Linked DNA regions of Mus musculus: all the other regions are linked to region 1. The links are chromatin contacts, called in public promoter capture Hi-C maps. All regions are on one chromosome and are shown on one strand. The core of a region is the stretch at or near the end of the contact, and the rest is flanking DNA. Distances in the headings are between cores, read along the strand shown.

Evidence for each region. Promoter capture Hi-C pulls out the DNA fragments that hold promoters and counts their contacts. Capture Hi-C pulls out chosen DNA fragments and counts their contacts.
Region 2: a promoter capture Hi-C map of embryonic stem cells shows a contact between it and region 1, with 28 read pairs. The contact joins the enhancer-like site here to the promoter of Bnc1 in region 1. A contact is called at or near these places in 4 of 39 promoter capture datasets (the C10 cell line, cranial neural crest, embryonic stem cells and 1 more), 5 of 115 datasets of contacts at active chromatin or transcription factors (craniofacial prominence, embryonic basal ganglia, embryonic midbrain and 2 more) and 1 of 9 other capture datasets (liver).
Region 3: a promoter capture Hi-C map of adipose tissue shows a contact between it and region 1. The contact joins the promoter of Tm6sf1 here to the promoter of Bnc1 in region 1. A contact is called at or near these places in 2 of 39 promoter capture datasets (embryonic stem cells and pre-B cells), 2 of 484 Hi-C or Micro-C datasets (both in embryonic stem cells) and 1 of 9 other capture datasets (adipose tissue).

Annotation. Positions count from the first base shown.
Region 1 is chr7:81,990,819-81,993,973 of GRCm38.p6, reverse strand. Bnc1 (basonuclin 1) reads left to right here and starts at 1,675. Exons shown (of 5, transcript NM_007562.2): 1 at 1,675-1,779. The coding sequence starts at 1,684.
Region 2 is chr7:82,246,730-82,249,884 of GRCm38.p6, reverse strand. All of the region lies in intron 1 of Sh3gl3 (SH3-domain GRB2-like 3), which reads right to left. It overlaps Gm32903 (a long non-coding RNA gene), which reads left to right. Exons shown (of 7, transcript XR_003946814.1): 3 at 294-371. Among named protein-coding and RNA genes, the nearest start is that of Gm32903, 7.6 kb to the left of the region's middle. Within about 2 kb of position 1,589, at least 25 of the 459 cell types and tissues checked have an H3K27ac peak or open chromatin away from gene starts, as enhancers often do. A contact at or near this core is called in embryonic stem cells, where this site is marked.
Region 3 is chr7:81,857,583-81,860,737 of GRCm38.p6, reverse strand. It overlaps Tm6sf1 (transmembrane 6 superfamily member 1), which reads right to left and starts at 1,737. Exons shown (of 10, transcript NM_145375.4): 1 at 1,198-1,737. The coding sequence starts at 1,289.

The sequences.
Region 1 (3,155 bases), core at 426-2,925:
AAGATGTGCAATGGCCAAGAAATTAGGACAAGGAAACACCTCTAGGCTTCAAAATGCAGTAAGCATGGAGGGAGGCAGAAACAAGTGAAGGGTGCAGAAATATGTGGAGTGGAGGCCTGGTGGGTCAGGGAAGGCTTCTGAGCCAGGGACACAATCCTCTCTGAAGAGAACACCTTGAAACAATAGCCACAAAAGAAAGGACCAGAAGAAAGGCCTAAAACGTTGGGTGGTGTGGTGGACTGTAGCTGTTTGGGAAAGAGCAAACAGAAGGTAACCAACCAGTTTAGCTTGGTCATTAATAAAACAAGGCTTCATAATGAAGTTTGCCATGTGGCAATATTAATGCGCATCTCCAGGTCAATGTTATCGCAATGGCTAGGCAACTTCATGCCTGCAAGGAAAAGTACCACCAGGTAGACCCAGAACAGGCACCTGGGGGAAATCCAGGTGTCCAGTTTCCGGACCCCGTGCAGCACAGATGCCCACACTTTTTTTTCTGTCATGTGTCCTGTTCTCACCTTTCCCCCCTCTGAAGCCTGTTGTCAGCACGTGGGGTAACTGGCATCCTGTCTTCTGTTTGCAACTCTTTCTTTGTCCCGGCATCTCTGATTTGTGCAGGACTGTGTTCCCTTTTCAAGGACGCCCACCAGCAGCGAAGCAGGTGCAACAAATTGGGGGAAAAAAAAAGAAAAAAAAAAAAAAAAAAAAGAAACAGGACCTGCCACTCCAAGTCTAGGCTCTCTTACTTCTAAAAAGGACAGACCCAAAAAGCCAAACACTTTGGCCTCTCTTCAGGTCTCAGGTCCCGCCCTGCCCAAGAGCTATATAGTAAAACCTGGTTCTGTTTCACACCAGCTGTGGACAATCTTCCCCTGTTCTTAGGGCCGAAGGATTCTTTTTCTTTGTCCTCAGGCCCCGGAAAGCAGGTTCTCCTGGCGAGCCCCTCCCCATCGGCTCCCAGGGGACGAAACTCTTGTTTGATTTATCACTTCATCTCCGTGTCTCCTTAGAACCTAGTTAAGTCTAATCCCGCTTTCCAACTCTGAGAGCGAAGTCACCTGTCCCAGGCAAGCGGTAACACCGGGACTTTAACACAGAGCACACAAGAGACCGGGGTGTTTGAGTTCCCAATCAAGCCTCCACGACCCGACCCAAGTCCCCACATCTGTGGAAATAAAAAGTTCCCGGTGGGGGCGGGGGCAGTGCAGCCTTCTGCCTGGTCCACACCGGGACCCGAGGCGCCTCCGGGGGAGGCGAGGGAGGCTGCATCAGCCCGAGAGAGCAGAGCCAGGGAACTTCAGAGAGCGTTTCGCCCTCGCCGGGGAGAGGCAAACACCGACACGTCTGTCTCCTTCTCAACAAGTGCCTTCAAGCCCGCCGGGGGCAGACACCTCCGCGCCCGCGGCCGCCGAGGTCTCCGCTGTGCGCGGGGGGCCGCGGCCTGGCCTCAACCGAGGCGACTCTGCGTGGCCTCCCCACACCCCCTCGAGCGTCGCCCGCAGCCCCCGGCGGCCGGAGTAGGGGCGCGGGGCGGGGCGAGCGGAGGGGCGGACCCCGGGGCGCGGGGCGGACGCGAGGGTGCACGAGGGGCGCAAGGGCCGGCGCGGTCACCCGGCGCCGCGGGGAGCCGCCCACTTCTCCTGCGCAGGGGGGGCGGGGGTGGCCCAGACGGCCAGAGCGTGGATGCGGCGGTCGCCGAGCCGGGGCGGACGCGGAGCGGCCCGGGCAGGGGACGCGCGCCGGGAAGGCCGGCTCCGCAGCGGCTGCAGGATGGCTGAGGTAAGCGGTCGCGCGGGCGACGGGCGCGGGGCCGCCCTACGAGGGCCACCTGCTCGTCGTCGGCGCCGTGTGTGCGTCCCGGGAGGCCGAACTGCAGTTCCTCGCAGCCTGTGCCCGGTCGCAGCGAGGTGACCCGTGAGCGGCGCCCCGTTTCTCTTACACCCCAGAGCCCCTGTCCAACCGCTGTTGGCGCAGGGACGTCCATCTGTCTGGTATTTCAAGCCGTGACCTTCGGTCATCCCGGGAGGAGAGTCGCGGAGACGCCCGAGGGGCGTGGAGGGGGCGCCGGTCCCCTGAGGGACAAATCCTTGCTTTTTTAAAAGGGAAGAGACAAAAGACCAAAAGCGCCGCAAACCGTCAGCTTAGTTAGACGTGTCTGAAGAGGACGGATGCTCGCAGTTGAACCGCGCTGAAGGAGTGCGTTGGTTTGCCGGCGTTCCGCCTGGCTTGTCGAGCGTGGGACAGTGAGGGGTGTTCGTGCCCTCCGGTCGCTCAGGGACTTGGAGGAGCGCATCCGGATGCTGATGGGGAAGCCAGAGGGCCAAGGTCCAGTCTCTTTGGAGATGGTTTACCTGAGAGTGACAGGAAGGGATCCTGGCAATGCAGAGGTGAGGTGCTTAGTGGCCCAGTGACTGTCCACCCCGCAGCGGGGTTCCAGCCGGGCGTACCCCAGCATCCGCTTCGGGTGTCCGCTGTCCACGGGCGCTGCTTCCCCAGGGGAGCCCCTTAACCCTACTGGCCTCACGACTTCGGATAAACTCCTGGGGATTTGTCAGCCAGATGTGACAAGATTGGAGAGGCAAGTGAGAGAGATCTGATATCAATCAGTACATAGCTCGGAGCCAAACTTTCTCAAATGCGGTGTAGAAACATGTTCTTCTCGTTTAAGGCATCTCTTTGTGGCTGTGGGGCTGCCACCAGCCTGAGTTTGACAGTTAAATGGAATGCCAACTAGCAGCCTTAATTGTATGAGTGAAGTTGTATGCAGTGCGGGGGGGGGGGGGAAGATCAGACACTCTGGGGTTCGGTAATGTCCCCTAGTTTTATGGCTAGGCTCACCGCAGACCTCTGAAGATGAGGGCATTTAAATCGGGCCAGACGCCTGGTCACAGCCAGGCCTCTGCTGTTAACACTTAAGGGGCTTGAAAGAGGCCCCACTGGTGTCCTGGGAATCCCTGTCAGAGTGTGTGTGTGAGAGAGAGAGAGAGAGAGAGAGAGAGAGAGAGAGAGAGAGAGAGAGAGAGAGAGAGAGAGAGAGAGAGAACCTGTTACTGCATGGAAACACAGAACAGATATATCAACAATAAGAAGTAAATTTTTCTTATTAAAGCAACAAGATTTTGGTGTGACAGTATAGGTGAACTGAAAAACAGCAT
Region 2 (3,155 bases), core at 340-2,839, 260 kb before region 1:
AACTGTCGCCCTATGGGAGGAGGTTTTGGGGAAAGCTCTGGCTACATAAACTTAGAAAGACATGGAAAACAAAAGTTACAAAGATTTCTTACAAAAGCGAGTTCTGGAGCTTTAAAAAGCTAATGGGTACTTCAAGACATCCCAGGGGCAAGTGGGCTGGGCTTGTTGGCCATGTTTGATGTTTGAGGTAAAGACAACTCTCTGAGGAGCAGTGCTCTGGAGAGAAGCCTCAGGCTCCCCAAAGGGGTTCACTCTCCCTACAGGCTCCTCTGTCTTTTCTTTCTGCCATTTAGCTGCCACGTGCTGCTTCCATCAGCTCAGAGAATACAGCAAGATTCAATTCAGCAGCAACAGGGGAAGATGAGCAAAGGGTGTGTGTGGGCGAGAGGCACCAGCAAGGTGGGGGCTGATGGTCGGGAATAGACCGGGTGAAACTTCTCGGAGTGAGGGTGGAGAAGCAGTGCAGGTACTCCTTCATTCGGGTCAATTTTCTGTCTTGTAACTCAGGGTGGAGCGCGGGAGCAGAAAGCTCCAGTCTGGAATAAGCAGCCATCTCTCCCTCAGCAAGGGAAAAATCAGAGCACACTGTAACCAAGGAAACCAGGTTCTAAGAGGCCAAATTTCTGGGGGGAAAAAAAACAAAAAGCATAAAGAAGTGGCCCTGGCAGGCTGTTCCGTTTTCTCCTGGTGCTTGAGGTAAGTCCTCACTGGTCCAGAGACAAGAATTACAGAACACAGCACAGGGTCAGGGATGAAGGCTAAGGATGTGGGTGGAGATTTTCCCGCTGTCACAGCCATCCAGAGACAAAGACTGGAGCTTAGGATTGTCCATGAGATGCCATAGTAAAGAGGCTGGAAAGTGAGGGTGTGTCTCCTCAAAATTCATACACTGAATCTCTGATGGCCAATGTGTCATACATACTAGAAGTGTCCTACTAAGTCTTGCGGGATGCATGGGTCAAGGTTAGTCCTCTCCTCTCCATCTACAGAAGCACACTGGAGCTGCCCATCTGTGAACCAAGGCAGACCCTGGCCAGAACAGTCCACAGAACTCTGAGAAACAGATGTCTGTTTAAATCGCCCAGTGTTTGGTATTTTTGTTGGAACGTCCCAGGTACTAAGACAATATCCAAATGGCCGAATAAGCATATGAAAATATCTCACCATTATTATTATCGTGGAAATACAAATCAGACCGTGATGCCATACTATACTGCTATCAGAATAACTAAAATCATCTCAAAACATGAATGTTAGTACAAGTGTTTCCCAAGATTGATGGAGCAATTGGAATACACATGTGCTACTCTAGAGTCCACGCTGCCTGAATGGTTTTGGGAAACAGTTTGGCAGCATCTACTGAAGATGAATATAGAAATCACTACGCCCTATGATTCAGAAATTCCCCTCTTAGGTATTCACCAGGCAGAAATTCCTACGAGAGTACACTGAAATTCATATACAAGCAGCATTGTTCAAAACAGCAAAAAACCAGAAACAGTAAACAAGCAAAAGTACAGTTGCTATGTCTGCAACACAACATGCTATAGAAACGAGAAGACACAGTGCCTCGGGCAACGGCAGACCATCTCGGGCAAAAGTCTAATCAAGAGTGCTTATTGTGCTGCCTGGTTTTTATGTCGACTTGACACAAGCTAGGGTCATGTGGGAAGAGGGAATCAATCAAGAAAACGCCTGCATAGTATTGGCCCGTAGGCAAGCCTGAAGTTTGTTTTACTTGATAATTGGTATGGGAAAGCCTGGCTCACTATGGGCAATGCCACCCCTAGGCTGGTGGTCCTGGATGCTACAAGGAATCAGGCTTAGCAAGCCATGGGAGCAAGCCAGTAACCGCACCAGTCCAAGGCTGCATCATCTGCATTTGAATTCCTCCCTTGTTTGATTTCCTTCCCGACTCCCCTCAGTGTTGGAGTGTGATCTACAACTATAAGCTGAAATAAACCCTCTCTTCCCCAAATTGATTTTGATCACGGTGTTTTATCACAGCAATAAAAGCCAGAAATTGGTTCCAAGTCACGAGGTATCACCGTAACAGACATGACCTTGTGTTTTTAGTAACAGACATGACCTTGTGTTTTTAGGTGGGCTGTGGTGGCCTTTGAACTTTGGGCTACAAAGCTGTTAAGTGCTCAGAGCCCTGTGTGATGTTCTGGGTGGGATGCAGGAAGAGAGGAAGGGTGAGAGATGCAGATGTTGGAGGTTTGGCTTGTGACAGTTCACATAGAAGTTTGAGGGTCCCTTAAAGGCTCTATCAGGGCCATTCGATATTTTGAATTCAAAAATCTGTGGTGTCTGGTCACCTGGAACTGAAAAATCTGCTGTGATTAACCAGAGACCAGAACCACTGGAGTAAAACTTTGGCTTTGCTGGGACAACTGATAATGGTCAGCTGGAGCTGAAGAATCTGCTTTGATTAAGGGGCCAGCATCAATGAGTATTTAAAATCCCCTGAGATGTGTGTGCTACATCAGGGTCAGCCCAGAAACTGTAGTCCAGAAAGGGGAGAGGCTGCATCTCATGCTGGCAGGCAGACCTGGTAGTGCAGGAGCCACCCAGGTGGTACGAGTTTTGAATATATGAAGTGGTTATGGAAAAAAAAATCTGAGGGCTGGTACTGTGTGGCATCCTGGAGTCCTTGAAGAGAGGCCATTGGTGAAGGTGAAACCTCAGTTGCAGCAGGAGACCCCAGCATTTTGGATACGCTAATAGCATAGGACAGCAGCAGCCATGGAAGGGTTCCACCCTGAATCTATGAGACAGAGCTTTGAAGGGCAGGCCAGATGAGCACAGCTAGCTACTGGGTCCCCCCAGAGTCCCGGAGTGGGTCCCAGACATCAAACACTGAACTTCTAACACTGTTACGTTTTGGGTTGATTTGACTTGACTGTGACTGTGACCTTGTTCCCTTATGGAGTAAGATGGTGTTTAACTTATGTTTTATAGGAGCCCACAGTTAAGAGACAGACATTTTGCCAAGATTTTGGATACTTTAGAGAAATGAAAGAGACTTTGGATTTTTTTTTTAAAGACTGGACCTTAAAAGAGTTGAAACTGTGGAAATTTCATGCTTCCAAATGTTTCATGCTGTGATACTGATATTAATAAAAAGATTTGGAGTATAAGCAAGAAAAGAG
Region 3 (3,155 bases), core at 488-2,987, 130 kb after region 1:
TCCATCACATCCACTTCCTTCCCCTACCACGCTCACCCCCTTCCCTATGCCCTGCTCTGTTGTCTTCATAGCATGCTACTCTATATATCTGATGGTGTCTGTTTTAATGCATGACTCCTCAGCAAGGACATGGCCTGTTCAGCGAGGGCTCCAAGCACAGAGGTGTTCAATGAATGGTATTACTTTAGGAGCCTAGGTCCCTGTGCTCTGTTGACAGGCACAAAACATCTGACTGCTCGGAGCTGCTGCTTCAGGAGATGCACCAAAGGCCAAGCACAGGGGCAGCCTGTGTCTAAGGGAGCGTCGCAGTGCTCACTCATGCCGTCTGGATGAGGTGACCTCAGCAGTGAGAGAAAACCATTGACTGTGTGCATACTCCGCTAGCAGTCTGGAGGTCTGGCACGGGCTGCAGGGTATAGATTGATGCAATTTCCTTAGCACCAACTGCTATGAAAAGCACAGCCAGTTACTTCCTCCTCCAGCAGCCCACAATCAACTTCAGCAGGGCCACCGCTGGCGCCTTTCCACTGACCACCCAGGCCTTCGGCTGCCCATGGGGGCTCGTCAGTCAGTGATCCCTTTAGAGAAGTGAAAGCCAAGACTGGGACCCAGAGCCCTTACAGAATTCGTCGGTTCCTTAGCATTAAACTGATCACTGAACCTTTGCTCCTGGCCAGCATCGAACCTCTATCCCTTTCACAGCGCCCTTGCACAAAGTTCCCACAAGATCCTTGAGGTGCAAAGACAGACCAGAACACTAAAGCCAGGTCACCCTGTTAGTAGCAAAGGCTCAGAAAACCATGGTTATTTCTGTTAGCCGCTCACAACAGTTTCTAAAATTATAAAATGGTAAGTATGTGAAAGTCCATACAAGGAAAGCGTTCCTTTCAAATAAGGCGGTTCGTGCCTTCCGTGTTGCTCTGCACCCCTCTAGTGTCTGAGAGCCTCGGAGGCAGGGGCATTTCGGTATTGACCTTGGTAATATCAGCTACCCACCCAGTACTGGCAAAGAGCAGGCGCCCAGCTCTCAGACCTTGAACTGCCCTAGCCCAGTTTGAGGACCTAGGGCCGGGTGACCCTGGTGCCTCCCTCATGCTGCGGGCGTGGCGTTTCTGGAAGCTACCCAGTCCCAAAGCCGCGGTCCCAAACCCGCGGAAAAGTTGCGGGCTCTTGTCTACCCCGCGCGCGCTCACTCACTCGTGCTGGGCCGCCAGGTGGTTGAAGATGTAGGTGACCGGGATGGCTGAGAGGGACAGCACAAAAACCCCCGTGGCCGCAGAGGCACTCATTGCCACCTCCGGGTCGCTCTTCTTTCACCGCATCGCGCCGGGGGTCCCCTGGCTCAGCTTCCGGCGGCGCCGCGCCCCTCGCCGCTGCCCTTCCAGGCGGCCCCCGGCCGCGTCTCCTCTGCGCGTCCCCGTCGCCCGTAGCTGCCCGGCGCGCACAGAGAGAGGCACCACCCGGGTGCTCTAGGGCCGCTGTACGATCCCCAGAGGCGTCCCCACCAGGCTCCTGCTAACGAACGCAAGGGCTCAGCAGCCACCGCGAGGAGACAAGCGCCCCAGGACGCTTGCTTTAATGGGAAAAGGAAGGGCCCGGCGAAGGACGCGGGTCACAGATGGGAGCTGGGCATCCTCGAGCTGGAACGGAGCTGGGCTGAGCCAAGGGCCAGCAGAGGGTGGAGCCAGATCTGAGGGTGTCAGAGCCCGCAGGCCCGCGAGATCGGCTCAGAGACCTGTGGGGACAGATGCTCCTGGAACAACACTGTGCCGCCCTCCCACCCCACCCCCCGCGCGCACCCCTTCCCTACACACAGCTGCCATCAACGTCCGCAACCAATGTTCCAGTGCCAAGTGGAAATATTTGTTTTCCACCTTGGTTGCTCACTCACCGCCCCTTGACCTTGATCAAGTTACTGAAACATTCTGTATCATTTCTCTGTGAAATGGGAATAACCTGCTCCCTCGTATGATTGTGGAAATCGACCGAGTTAACAAGCGTGGAGTGCTTGCCCTGCACTGCTCAGCACACTGGTCTGTCTCCTGCTCCCTTTCTTTTTTTGTAGCAGAACTGACCCTCAGAGGAATGCCCTGATGTAAGACACTGAGGCAGCGTTCATTCCTTGCCTGGAGTGTTTTTGGAGGCCAGGTTACCACCGGCTAGCCTGGCAGGTCCTGAAGATTAGGGCTCTTCGTGGAATATTCCCAGACGTCTGGGTGTAGAGCATGAGAGTGCCGCCCAAAGAGCTGCTTGAGCAGGGTGTGCTCAGGAAGCCCCCTGGGCCTGAGTCCTGTTGGTATGGCCCCAGGGAAGGGAAAAGAAGTGGGCTCCGGAGCAACAGTGGGGGCAGCAGAGTGCGCGCCTTCCTGTCTTTAGGTCAGAGGCTTACAGGTCATTTGGCTCATTTTCAATGTGAGGAAAATGAACCTGCACCAGGACAGTCGGTTGTTCCAAAGCCAGCTCTCCTACTATCTGCCCTCCCTTTTCTTGAAAACTCAGCCAACAATGGGCACAAAAGGGTAAAGACTGTCCAAACGGCAGCATCTCGCAAAGCTTCTCCCAGAAGTCTCAGTGGGAACCTGGACATCGCTCACGATCTTCCATGATCGCTCCTTGCCTTTACCACCTCCTTCATTCCCCAAAGCGCCTTCTCTCCTCCAGGCCATCTCCTAGGCCAGTTTCCCAGCCAGTCCAACCTCCTCCACATCCCACACCGAGCTGCTTTAGCCGTCTGCGTGTATCCTGAGTCTCTCGGGCTGCTCTGAATCTTTCTTGTCTACCTAGACACTTGCTGCATATCATTTCTATTCCTTCTCATCCATGCTTGGGCTTTTTTAAAATTCAGAATCATATTTATGGAAATAACTTAATAGAGGCTGGGGGTGTAGTTGATCGTGCTTGCTTTGTGTGCACAAATCTTAAGGCTCTGTCCTCGTGCACTTCATGAACTGACTTTGATGGGGGCTCATCTGAAATCCCAGCACTAAGAGATGGAGGCAGAGGGAGTCCCTGGTTCAAGGTCATCCTTAGCTACCCAGCAAGTCTGAGGCCGACCTGGGATATATGAGATTCTGTCTCAACTAACAAAAAGGTACCGGGAAATGCCACAGAGTATGCCACATCCTGAGCTCCGCGTCACCCGCTCCGGATGGAAA